2 separate regions of the Sus scrofa genome follow, and region 2 is linked to region 1. The links are chromatin contacts, called in public Hi-C maps. All regions are on one chromosome and are shown on one strand. The core of a region is the stretch at or near the end of the contact, and the rest is flanking DNA. Distances in the headings are between cores, read along the strand shown.

Region 1 (6,427 bases), core at 969-3,468:
GATGGGGTCAGAGCTGCCCAGAGGGAGGGCCCACTTCCGGAAGGCCCCCCTGCCCTAAGCACTTGCTGAGTATTTTCCTGGCAGTTCTTCAAGGGAGGCGGGGTTGGGAAAGGCCAGCGGCCAAGATTCCCACCCCGGGGTCAGCCCCGGGAGGGGTGGGTCTCTGGTCGTGTTTCACCCCACTCCTGGGCCCGTGAGGTGAATTTCAGAGGCTGAGGTTCCTTCTGCTGCTCCCTCCCCAGCACACGCCTACGGCAGACTTGCCACCTTCCAGCCAGTGACCCATGAAGGCCAGCCCTGCAGGTCCCACTTCCCCTTGGCCAGTCAGAACACACCTGTTTTCCATGTCAGGCCTGTGAGCCGCAAACCCTCCTGAGTGCCTGTGGTAAACTTCCAGCACGTACAGAGGAGTCCTCCCCAGGGTGCCGGACACAGAGCAAATTGACCTAGCCACAGGGTAAGCACGGTCATACCCACTTTCCAGGTGGGAAGAATGAGGCACAGAGAAGTCAGTGCCAAGGCCACGTGCTAGTCCAGGAGTCCGGTTGGTTGTCTGAGCTTCCAGGAGCCCATCCTCCACTCAACACTCGTTTCGGAACCCCCTGAGCAAGGCCAGGGATCGAACCCGTGTCCTGACGGATAGTAGTCGGGTTCATTAACCGCTAAACCATGACGGGAACTCCTCGGATTTATTTCCCAGTTTATGGACCTCAGAGAGTGTCCTTTCCAAGGCAGCTTCCCCGTTTGCCTGTGCTCTTCCCACTCCCTTCTCACGGGGAGTTGAGAAAACTACATGCACCCCTTGCCCTTGGGTCTCCAGCCCCTACTCTCCTTTTTCACCCAGTTCTGGCTGCTGCCTGGGCTGCTCTGTAAACCCTCTGCAGAGGGAGTATTTCCTGGACATGAGCTGTTTCACTTTCAGTTTGCACCCCTTCACTTCCCTCCACCCCAAAGCTGCCTCCATCACCCAGGCAGAGGTCCCTCCTCCCGCCCCAGGGAGGCCCCTCCCTACCCTGGGCCAGCTCCCTGGGAGGACCAGTCAGTGCACCCTCCCCGCCCACCCCTCCCTCTCAGGCCTGGGGCTACTTTCGAAAGCAGCAGAAAGAAGGGTGGGGACGGTCCGGACCACCTGTGCCTCCCCTCCTCCACCCAGTGCCACCTGGGGAAGACCGACCTTGGCCTGGCATGCACCCATCCCAGCAGCCTCCTCCTGAACAAGGTGCCCTTCTGGCTCCCTTGGTGCCCCCAGGACTGCAGGGCTGGAGGATGCTGACAGCACCCCTGCCACCCTCGGGCTCAGAGCTGGGGAGAAGTTGGCGCCTCAGAGCAGCCCCAAGGCCCCAGGCCTTGCTGATCTGGGTCTACCCCTGCCCCCTCCAAGCACCTGACTTCCTGGTACTCTGAGTTCCCCACTTGTGGGGTCTGCCCAGGGGAGGAGGGTGGCCAGGATGCTTCCCCAGGGGAGGTGCCTGACTCTAGACCGCTCTTAGGTCTCCTGGGGCAGCAGGGAGGCTGTAAGTTCTCCCCGTGCCCTTGACCTTGGCTCTGACCTCCCCCCCCATCCCCCAGACTGCTAAAGAGCCTGGTTCTTTGACACCCGATTCTCGGGCCCCTAGGGCCAGGGTGAGAGGGGAAGCTGCCTGAGGGGTGGCCAGAGGGAGCCCCGGGTGGATCAGGCCCCGAACAGGGCTCGGTGGAGTCCCGGGGGTTGGGGGGAGCCTGAGGCCTTCCCCCCCCAGCCCCCTGCCTCCCTCACCTACCCCCGGCCCGGAGCTCCCAGGCGTGGGGAGCACAGGCGGGACCCTCCCGGCTTACCTGCCCAGACCCTGGCCCAGGCCTGGGTTGGCTCAGCAGGGCGGAGGCCGGTGATCCCAGTGGCCAGTGGCCACTCCCAGGGTAAGGTACCCAGGCTCGGCCTCCAGAGACGGGCGCCAGTGAGTTCCTGGTGTCAGGATGCAGCCTGGGCTGGTCCCAGCGCGGCCTTCGGGACCCGCGAGGCTTTGGCGATCATAGAGGTGCCGGCGGCTCCCGCTCCAATCAGCTCCCTCTAGAGGAAGTTGCTCTGCGGCCGCCGGATGCAGCCGCTGAAGCCTGCAGCACGGGGCTGGGGCTGGGCTCAGGGCGGAGAGCGCGGCTCCCACCCCTGCCGAGTGTCCCCACCCACGGCTTTTCCCACCCGGGTTCCCTGTCCTCCTCCTTGATCTTGCCCCACTTCTGTCCGTCGGTATCAGCAAGAAAGCCAGGCTGGTGAGGTTTGTGAAGCCCTGCTGTGTGCTGGGCACTTTATTTTTTTATTTTTTTTTATTTTTTTTTCGTCTTTTTGCTATTTCTTGGGCCGCTCCCACGGCATATGGAGGTTCCCAGGCTAGGGGTCCAATCGGAGCTGTAGCCACTGGCCTAGGACAGAGCCACAGCAACACGGGATCCAAGCCGCGTCTGCAACCTACACCACAGGTCACGGCAATGCCGGATCCTTAACCTACTGAGCAAGGGCAGGGATCAAACCCACAACCTCATGGTTCCTAGTCGGATTCGTTAACCACTGCGCCACGACGGGAACTCCAGTGCTGGGCACTTTAAACCATCCTCACTGAACAGTCTCAACCACCCTTGGAAGTAGGTGCGGTGACCACATCCATTTTACAGATGAACGAACTGGGACTCGGCTGCTTTAAGGAACCTCCGCCAAGGTCACTGAGCGGGGTTTATAATCAGACATGTAAGTGCCATGGGCATAATAAGATGAAATTGAGATTCCACGGAGTTCCCATTGTGGCTCAGCAGGTTAAGAACCCGACTAGTATCCATGAGTATGTGGGTTTGATCCCTGGCCTTGCTCAGTGGGCTAAGGATCCTGCATTGCTGGGGCTGTGGCATAGGCCAGCAGCTGCAGCTCCGATTCAACCCCTAGCCTGGGAACCTCCATGTGCCACAGGTACGGCCCTAAAAAAAAAAAAAAAAAAAAAAAAAAGATTGAAGTTCCACGTACAGTTGAGGCCTGTGTACCAAGCTCCTCGATGGCTGCAGAGGTAGAAACCCTGCAGGTGATAGGCAGGTAGACGTGGACATGCAGAGGGCCGATGAGACTGGTTGTGAAGGGAGGGGTGGGAGGACACACACTCCCACCCTCCTGGACCAGCAGCCACAGCCAGAGGAGGACAGGCTGTGGGGAGAGCTGTGTGCCCCATTCTCAGAGTTGGGGTCCCCACCTCTGCGTCTCCTGGAGCCTCGCCAACCCCCACCCTCGGGGTGCTGCATTGACACCCCCACCCCCACCCCCGGGCACACTCTGCCCCCACCCCCAACCCGCCTTCGCCTTCTAGAACTCTGGGAAGTTTCCAACCCCCTCTGTTCTTAAGCAGTTGGTCCCAGTAGCTGCTGCGGCCCTTCCCTCTTGAGTCAGGTCCCCTTCAGGATGGAGGCCCCAGCCCCAACCCCTCGGGCCCATAATCTGGGCCGCTCGTCCATGTTCCGCCTTTTCCGTAGCCTGGTGGGGGGCAAGGGCAGCCCAGAGAGCTCAGACCAGGCCCTGGTGGGGGGTCAGCCGTGCCCCTTGCAAGAGCAGGACGCCACCCCCCTGATGACTGGCTGTCACGGAGCAGCGGGGCAGAAGGAATCCTGGCCACCTGCCTCGCTGCCCTGTACCCTCGCTGTGGCCCTGCCACGAACTAGTCCCTCGGGGCTGGAGCTAGGGGATGCGGGGGCCCAGACCCCCACCCCTGTGCAGGTCCTGAGGGTGGTGGCCCGGGGTGTAGAAGTAAGGTCAGATCCACGCAGAGGAGGCCAGGAGGCGCTGGGCAGCCTGTCTGAGATGGACGAAAGGGAAGAGGAGGAGGTGGCAGGCGCGGCCTTGGGGGACACGGGGACCTCAGACAGGTGAGAGGTGGGCTCTGGGCAGCAGGGACCTGGGAGCCTCCTGGAAGGCAGAAGGGAGGGTGTGGGCCTGAGCTGGGAGGGTCCGAATGGGAGAAGGACTGGAGAGGTGGGGGTGGGGAAGCAGACTGGGTCCTCCACCAGTGAGGGCTTGGGGATGGAGGTCCCCAAAGGACAGGAGGACAGGCCGGGCCCTGGGAAGGGTGTGTGTAGGGTGAGCAGGGTCCCAGTGCTCCCCAGCTCCTTTATGGGCCCCCTTCCCTGTCTCCCCTCCCCCTTCTTCTGGTTTCCAAGTTCACTTGGACTTGGCGCCCCTCCCTTTACTTTGGGGGAGCATCGTCATCTCTCTGATGGACCCCAGAGGGCTGTGCAGGAGGGGGGAGTAGGCTAAGTGGGGCCTGTGGGAGAACCTTGGGGTGGGGGGTTAGGGGGGCTTCCACCGCATCTCTGGGCTGCACCTGCCACTTCCACCTGACTGTGCTTTGGGATCAGGGGCCGCTTTGCCCAAGCCTTGGAGGTGGATCAAGGATGCCTGCAGAGGGCTGCGGGGCCACTGGAGGTCAGCCCCAAGGCCTTGGCCAGAGAGGAGGAGGAGTGTCTGCTTGACGGTGAGTGTGGCGGCCACAGGCAGGGGAGGTACCAGACATGGACAGAATTGACTCCTCTGGGCACAGGGCCCAGAAGGGCAGGAGCAATCTGAGGGAAGGCCAGAGGAAGGCGGCCTGGGTCTGAGTCCCAGCGCCACTAGGCCAAGCTGTGTGATGGCAGCAAGTCGCTCAGCTTTTCTGTGCCTCAGTTTCCTCATCTGTAAAATGGGACTAGAACTGCTTATTTCAGCAGGCAGCTGCAAGGATCAAATGAGAAGTTCTCTGAGAAGCGCCCAGAACTGTGCCTGGCACACAGCAGGTGTTTGCTTAAGAAAATAGGGAAACCACACCCTCAGCTCAGCCCTCCTCATCCCTCTGTGACCTGGGCCAGGCCTGGGCTGCCTCTCACTTCTGTCCACGTGTCAGTGACCACCACCCCTCCACAGGAGAACTCAGGCTGGCCTCCTCGAAGGTGGGGGCAACGCCATGGAGCCGCCTCCTCAGCTTGTACAAGCAGCTTCAGAAGTCAGCCATGACCAAGGTCTGTGCAGCTGGCTAGGGTGGGGGTGGGGGACCTTCTGAGAGCTGCCATCCTGCCTGCTTTCTGTTTAAGGTCAGGGTGGGGGTGGGGGTGGAGCTGGACTTGGGGACCCCCTCCTCACCTGCTCAGCCCCTGGCACACCCTCAGTTTCCTCTCAAGGAAGGCTCGCCCCAGGAGGACAAAGACATGGAGGAGGAAATGGAGGACGAGGACAGTTCCTTCAAGCTCTGTGTCCCAGGCATCGTCACCCTCCCGTCGCCGCTGCGTAAGGCTTTTAGATCGTCAGATACAGTAGGCAAGAGTGGTGCCCCCAGCCCATCCAAACAGCTCCCAGACGGCCCTCTGTGGCCGCGGCTCGTGGGTGCGATACCGGTTCCTACCACCAGGTGGTAGCAGAGGACCTAAGATGACCACCGGGGCCGGGGGACAGGTGTGCAGCGTCTGGAGGTCCACCTAGGGCTGCCTGGGGTCCTCCTCTCTCAGGGTTTGGGTAGGGAGTGGTGGGGAGTGGGATGGGTTGTGACTAGGGCTGTGGCTCTTTGAGCACCACACTTCCCCAGCTGGGAATCCTGACTCCAGTAGCCACCTCTGTCCGTGGTTCTCTCATCATGCATGCACTGCTGTGACAGTGCCCCAGAAGGCCCCCTGTCCCATTGCAGCGCCCTTGCTGATTATAGCCAGTACTGTGGGCCGGACTCTATTCCAAGCACTCTCCATGAAGTAATGTATTTTAACTTTTAGGTAGGTCCTGTTATGGTCTTCACTTCACTGTAAGGAAAATGGGGTACAGAGAGGCTAAGTAGCTTGTCCAAGAACACACAGCTAGTAAGTGGCAGAGCTGACACAGGAACCCAGGCAGTTTGGGTTGTTCCAGATACATGCTCCCGAATCAGTGGCTGGAAGGGTTGTGGGGGCAGGTGGACAGATGTTACCCACACACCCGGGGAGGCAAGGAAAGAGACTCATGCAGCCAGAGGGAGCCATGGGAAGTGAGTTTCCTGGGGCAGGCAGGGCAGTGGGAAAGTGGAGGTCTGGCTGGAGATGAGGGAGCTGGAGCCATGTCCTCTTCCTTCCCCCACTCCTACCTGCCCCATGCTGAGCTCTCTGCTCTCAGGTTTTGTGGAGTCAGAGTTAAAGAAGCTTCTGGTAGTACAGCGGGAGTCCCGCCTCTGGAAGACAGACAGCCCCGAGGGCTGGGAGCTGCTGGCCCAGCCAGAAGTCACTCTGGAGGAGGCGGGCATTGTGGACAGCCAGGTATTTGGCCCCTCGGAGCCCACAGCCCGCTGAGGGCCCTGGGGAAGTGGGCAGGAGGCCTCCCACCTCCTCAGGCCTCTGGACTGGTTCCTTCTGGGTGGCCCTGGCATGCACAGCTCTCCATCAGTCACTCACTTGGCCTGGGGTCCACGGGTCTGCTTTTAAAGCTTCC
Region 2 (6,347 bases), core at 3,642-6,141, 520 kb after region 1:
TGTCCGTGTTGGGTGGCAGCTGAGGTGGGACACCTCCTCACCAGGAGGCACCATCCACTTCTGGGCCCCAAATAGCTGAGGCCAGAGGCTGCCTGCAGGGGGCGCACTGCAGTGAGGGCCACCAGGGCCTTCCTCTAGGCCTCCCCTGCTCCCCACCTGTGCTCCCTGGGGCCTTCTTTCCTCCACCGCCACCACCATCACTGGGTGCAGGGGGTGAGGGGGTGAGGGGATGCTGGCAGGGCCCCAAGAGTGAGTAACAGGAAACAAGTTGTTTTGGAGTTTGTGCCTGGCACGGGGGCCCCCATGTGGTGTCCCAACATTCCGGCCCAGTGAGTGAGCCCCACACTTCCCCTTCCTCCCCGCCCTGGCCTGGGGTCAGCCCGCGGCCAGCCTGTTGTGGCCGCTCCACAGCCCAGCAGCTGCCCCTGCGGGCCAAGGCCACCTGGGTCCCCGGCACCCACCAGTGCAGTGAGGGGGCTCATTGCACCCTCCAGGCACCCTGTCCCATTTCCTCCCCTGACCACCTCCCTGCTCCCCCCACCACCCAGCCAGTCACTTCCTCCAGCCTAGTGCTGCCCTGGGCCCTGCCAGGTCCCTGCCTTGGGCCTGGGGGCCAAGGGCCTGGCTCGGTGAGAGCAGCCCATGTGTGTGGTTTTTTTCCCTCCCTTTAAATTCTTCCTTTTTTATGAATGAAACTGGGCCGTGGAGGTTGCTGAGTCACCCACACACTCAGCCCTGACTCATCCCCCTTCTGGAGAGCCAGGGAGTGCAGGGAGGGGTGGGGGCCAGCTTGGCCTCTGGGGGTGGCGGGGGGCAGGCCTGGCATTCCTGCTGATGGCCCTGCCCACCTCGCAGGAGAAGGAGGAAGAAGAGGGCATCTCGCAGGAGTCCTCAGAGGAGGAGCAGTGACTGCACCGCGCCGCCTGCTCCCCCGCCCGAGGAGCAGTTTCCTGCTGGGACTGGACAGCTCCGCTCCGCTCCCACTGCCCCCCCTCCCCCCAGGCCCGCGCATCCCTGCCACCCACCTGCACCCTCACCACCACACTACACTGCACACCAGCCCGGCCCACCAGCCCACCAGCCGCTGCAGGGCCCCGGCCCAAGAGGGAAGCAGTTTTCCTTGAAGAGATTTCGGTTTCCGGCAACCCCTCAGCCACGCGCGCCACACCTGCCCCCGCCCCACCCTAAGCTGACTCCCCACTTAGCCACTCCCTGTGCTGCTGCCCTCCCTGTCCCTCCCTCGGCCGTGGGGACATTGCTGGCTGGGCTCTTGGTTTGGGGGCCCCTTCTATCCCCAATTCTTTCCTCTGGCTTCCCACTGAGGGGCCTGGGAGGGCTCCCCTGGCCTTAAAAGGGGCCCAAGCCCCTTCTCATTAGACATGCCCCACTCCCTACCCACAGCAGCAGCAGCAGCAGCAGGTGTGGCCACTGCAGAGGGGGGACTGGCCCCAAGATGCCCCCGGCCAACCTGGGTCTCCCCAGGTGTGGCTCACCCACTTCCTTCCTTCCCCGCCTTGCCTAATCCCTGTGCTAGGCTGGGCAGCCCCTCTGGGGGGCGCAGGAAGGCAGGCAGGAGGGGTTTAAGCCCCCTACCCTGTCTAAGCAGGCTCCAGCCCACCCTCCCCCCCCCCCCGGAATCTACTGCAGTGATGGAAGTGCAGAGTCACCTTTATCCAGGGGAGGCCCAGGTTCCTGGGGCAGCCACTGAGGGTGGGCTCGAGTCCCTCCCAGTCCCTGTCCGCTTCTAGGCCTCCGTTTCTTCCCCTTCCCTCACGGGGCACTAATAACAAGGAGCTAGCCTTGCCCACTCCCACCCTTCTGCTCCTCCCCCGCCCCCCAAGGTTCTGGTTCCATCTTTCCTCTGTTCACAAACTACCTCTGGACAGTTGTGTTGTTTTTGTTCAATGTTTCATTCTTAGACATCCGTCATTGCTGCTGCTACCAGCGCCAAATGTTCATCCTCATCGCCTCCTGTTCTGCCCACATTCTCCTCCCCCAAGACCCTCTTAGGGGAAGGGGCCTGGGGCAAAGCAGGCTGGGTCACAGACCACCCCGGTCCCAGGGAAGGTGGGGCCCTGCCCCTAGGATGCTGCAGCAGAGTAAGGAGGGGGGCCTGTGTTGACTGTCAGGTGTAGGGGCCGCCTTCTCCCCGTTCTGTCAGGGAGGAGGCAGCCGATATTTGTCCCAGCCTGGGGGCCCCCCCCTCTGGTTTCCTATTTGCAGTTACTTGAATAAAAAAATGTCCTTTTCTGGACTGAGTCTCTTATGTCTCTGGGCAGGGGTCGCTCCTGAAGGGCTCTGCCCAGGACGGGGGAGGAAGGGGAAAAGCTGGTGTTGGCTCCACAGAAGGTACCTTAAGCCCCCCCAGAAGACATCAGCTGCACCCCTATAGCCACAAAACATTTTATTTACAAAATATACATACAGAGTACTATACATCAGGCCCTGTCACCACAGAAGTGGCTCCACAGCTGGGTCAGGGAGGGCGAAGCTCTGCCCTTTGGCCCCAGAAAACTGAAGGCCTAGCTGGGGGTGAGATGCTACTGGGGCTTGGCTGCTATGTGGGGCTGAGGGAACAGGTGCTGCCAGGCACAGGGGGGTGGGGGGCGTGGAGACCCAGGAAGGTGAGCTGGGAGTTGGGGGGAAGCAGCAGGCTGCAGGGTCCAGGACCCCATGGTTCTGAAGATGAGGGCAAGGGGCTCGGGTCACGTCTTGACATCCAGCAAGGGCATCCGCTTGTGCTGGTAGCCACTCTGCCAGCCATGTACCACCTGTGAGGGAGATCATGCCACGGGCTGTGTGCCAGGAGTCTGCCGCACAACCTTGGAGGAGGTAGCCCTCTAGCCACAGCAAGGCTCTGGCTTCAAGGGTGCAAACCGCGGGCCCACCTCTCCTGATTGTGCCTGTCCCAAGTGCTCACCTTGGGGTCTCCCACGTCAGAGAGCAGCTCCTGCTCGGCCTCGTGCAGCTCCTCAGCAGGGTCATAGCTGTACATAGGGAGCAGGTGATGGCGAAGCCGGTCTACCCTGGGGAGCATGGGACGGGTTCAGCTCCGGGGGTCCACAGACACCTGACTGCCCCGTCTCTACTGCTCCTGGCGGGGGCGCTTCCAGTGGGTGCCTTTTGGGGTACACTAGAGCTCTAATACATGTCTGGGTGTGAAAACCGAACAGTGGAGTGTAGGGAATTCCAGGCTAGTTTCATAATGCCTGAGGGGCGTCTTAACCTGCGCAGGGAGCTGAGATGCCATGGGGAGAACTTTAAGCAGAATGTTCAGGGGGCGGGGACACTCACCGCTTTTTCTTCTGGACATACATTACCTGTAACAGAGACACAGCACTGTGGAGGCAGCTGAGCCCAGCATGGCCCACGAGTGAGTGGGGCCCATTTCCACACCCTCCGCTCCCGTAACAGGACAGCTGAGGTGCCCTGTGCAGGCTGGACCAGGCCCACCCAGCCCTGCCTTAGCAAAAGTGTGGGTATATATGAGTGGATGTGGGGGCTCCTTACCACAGCCACCACCACCCCGACCAGGGTGATGAGGAAGAAAGGCCCCAACACATAGCCCACCATGGAGTCGCTGTTGGCCTGGGGGGCATTGGGCACTGTGGTGTTACTCATGACATCGGCAGCTGGAGGGCTGGGTAGTCAGCATGGGCAGTGCTGCCTCGGGAGGGCGCCTCCACTGGGCTCCCTGGGGAGGAGGAAGGAGGTTGTCAATGTCACCCAGAGAGACACCTAGGCTCTGGATCCCTCCCCAAGAGCCAGTAATGTGTGAAAACTTAAGTCAGGTGCTGGGACAAGGGATCTTCCAGGTCAGTGTGCTGGGGTTAACCCTCCAGCAACTCTGCAAATCCTGGGTGTAAAGGGCACCCAGGAAAGGCCCAGAGTCAGGGCCTGAGGCCCTTTCAGCTCCTATCCCCAAATCAAGGTGGGGCCCAGCTCAGGGTGCTGGCCGAAACATTTGCAGCTATCAATTTCTGGGGAAAGGTTAGGTGTATGGTCCCAGCCCCTGCCCAACCTTCTAGGGCACTGGGCTGCCAGCAGCTCCAAGGGAGCAAAATAAGGAGGTTAAGATTAAACTATGAGGGTCCTGGACTGTAGCCTAGGGGTGAGGTAGGGGCTTCTGAAGGGGCGCATCTCCCTCAGTCCCGGTCCAATTCCCACACTTCAGGCCATAGGTCCTATATGCCCTCTTTGTCCCTGGTGTCACTCCAGACATATCTCCTGGGCACCATTTCCCCCACTGGTCTCATGTGCCAGGGTAGACACAAGTGGGCAGGACTGGATTGCATCTGCGAGGTGATGTCACCTTCCCCTGATCCCCACTCGGGGCTCCGCCCTAGTCCCTCCCCTCCTGGCCCGGGTTTGACAGGCGGAGGTGGAGAGGGTCAGTTCCCATGACAGAGGGAAGGAGATTGCCCGTGGAGGCTCAACGCCGATGCCCCGCGGTCTGCGACCTCGGTTCGCCTCGGTTCCCATCGGAAGGCAAGGTATGAGCTTGGGCCGGTCCCGGGGCCCGTGGGGGCTGCGGGCTTGCCCAGTCGCATCGCACCGTCCCAGAATCGCACCGTCCCACAGTCGAGGGGACATGCCGAGATAGGGAGAGTGACAGGCCGTTCTTAGGACGCGGACCAGCAACGGCGTGCGGGAGGTAGTTGCCATGGCGCTGGGAGGCTCAGGCCGGGGGAGGGGAACTTGGGAGCGCAGAGGGGCCCGGGTATCCCGGAATCCCGACACCCCGAGGCGTGGACTTGTGCCGGCGCTCTGCAGCCCATCCAACCCGGCCATGCCTTACCTCCCGCCGCTGCAGCCCGGAGTGGAACGCCCTCGGTTGGCTCCCGGGCCCCGGAAGAGCCGGCAGGCGCGTGATCAAAGGACCCGGGGAAATGGGCGGGGCCACAGCATCGGAAGGCAGAAGGCCCGGAGACTCCTGGAGCGGCCAATCAGGAGGCGGGGAATGGGCGGTGCGAAGGCGGAGACGGCCCGGGCTGCAGGGACCACCACGCGACGGCAGGGGGCAGCCGAGGGCTGCGCAGCGGGGAGGGGCGGGGCGCGCGCGGCTTCCCGGCGTCCCCCGGGGCGGGAGCGCTTGGGAGTTCACATTCCAGGCAGAGCTTGGTCTCCTTTGCGTGCTGATCTGGTTGGAGCCCTGGCCCCACAAGCGCCCCCGTTAGTCTTTTTTTTTTTTTTGTCTTTTGGCCTTTTCTAGGGCCTCTTCTGTAGCATATGGAAGTTCTCAGGCTAGGGGTCGAATCGGAGCTGTAGCCGCCGGCCTACGCCAGAGCCACAGCAACTCGGGATCCGAGCCGTGTCTTCGACCTACACCACAGCTCACGGCAACGCCAAATCCTTAACCCACCGAGCAAGGCCAGGGATCGAACCCGCAACCTCACGGTTCCCAGTCAGATTCGTTAACCACTGCGCCACGATGGGAACTCCGCGCCCTGTTAGTCTTTATAGAACCGCACAGACGGTAGTATTGCAGCCTGGCCCTCTGTGCTCTGCCCAGAGGGTAGAATATGCAGGTCCAGAGTCGCACCTGCCCAGCCCATGGACCTTGGATACACCCACCCAGCCATCCTCTCTATGCCTCAGTCTTAAAGTTGGCAAAACAGGCTGCTATAAAGATTACACAGTGACATGGGTAGAGCCTGGCACATGGCATACCCTGTATTTTAAATTCCCTGTTAACCTCCTTCCAGTTTTCTGAGGCACAGACGGAGCTATGAGGTGAAGTCCCCCTGGGTCACAGGTAGCTTGATCAGTAGGTGAGCTTGGTTTGGTAAGTAAAATGTCACAATGTCACACACTTAACTGGAGAAATGTGAATAAGATTGTTGGATTTTACCAGTGTCAGTGTCCTGGTTGTGATGTTATACTACAGTTCTGCAAATGTTAGCACTGGGCGGAGCCGGCCAAAGCATATGAGGGATTGCTAATATTTCTTACAACTACATGTGAGTCTAAAGTTAAGTCAGGGGTTCCCGTTGTGGTGCAGCAGAAACAAATCCCACTAGTATCCATGAGGATGCAGGTTCAATCCCAGTTCTTGCTTAGAGGGTTGGGGATCTGGCATTGCTATAAGCTGTGCCGTAGGTCGCAGAGGTGGGTGGGATCCCATGTTGCTGTGGCTGTGGTATAGGCCGGCAGCTGTAGCTCCAATTCAACCCCTAGCCAGGGAACCTCCATATGCCACCAGTGCGGCCCTAAAAAGCAAATAAATAAATAAAGTTACGTCAAACTGTGTGTGTATAGTTTATACCACACCCTCCTCTCCACCACCACAATCACATGCAATTGGGAAAATTCCAGATTGGCAGGTGATGGAAAACGTCCAAGGACAT

What was found. Hi-C and Micro-C count contacts between places; a contact is called where the count stands out from the background.
Region 2: a Hi-C map of heart right ventricle shows a contact between it and region 1, with 5 times the contacts expected there. The contact joins the promoter of LOC100156657 here to the promoter of BAK1 in region 1. A contact is called at or near these places in 1 of 47 Hi-C or Micro-C datasets (heart right ventricle) and 1 of 2 datasets of contacts at active chromatin or transcription factors (alveolar macrophages).

The regions. Positions count from the first base shown.
Region 1 is chr7:29,813,127-29,819,553 of Sscrofa11.1, forward strand. It overlaps BAK1 (bcl-2 homologous antagonist/killer), which reads right to left and starts at 2,219. Exons shown (of 7, transcript XM_021098603.1): 1 at 1,816-2,219. LOC100156231 (gametogenetin-binding protein 1-like) reads left to right here and starts at 2,924. Exons shown (of 7, transcript XM_005665887.3): 1 at 2,924-3,876; 2 at 4,366-4,481; 3 at 4,907-5,001; 4 at 5,149-5,266; 5 at 6,116-6,255. The coding sequence starts at 3,416. LOC102162214 (a long non-coding RNA gene) reads left to right here. Exons shown (of 4, transcript XR_002345648.1): 4 at 352-2,350.
Region 2 is chr7:30,327,160-30,333,506 of Sscrofa11.1, forward strand. It overlaps LOC100156657, which reads right to left and starts at 4,892. Exons shown (of 5, transcript NM_001190191.1): 1 at 4,799-4,892; 2 at 3,511-3,694; 3 at 3,295-3,320; 4 at 2,921-3,026; 5 at 2,390-2,771. The coding sequence starts at 3,621. The coding sequence ends at 2,706. It overlaps HMGA1 (high mobility group AT-hook 1), which reads left to right. Exons shown (of 6, transcript NM_001185155.1): 6 at 856-2,254. The coding sequence ends at 909.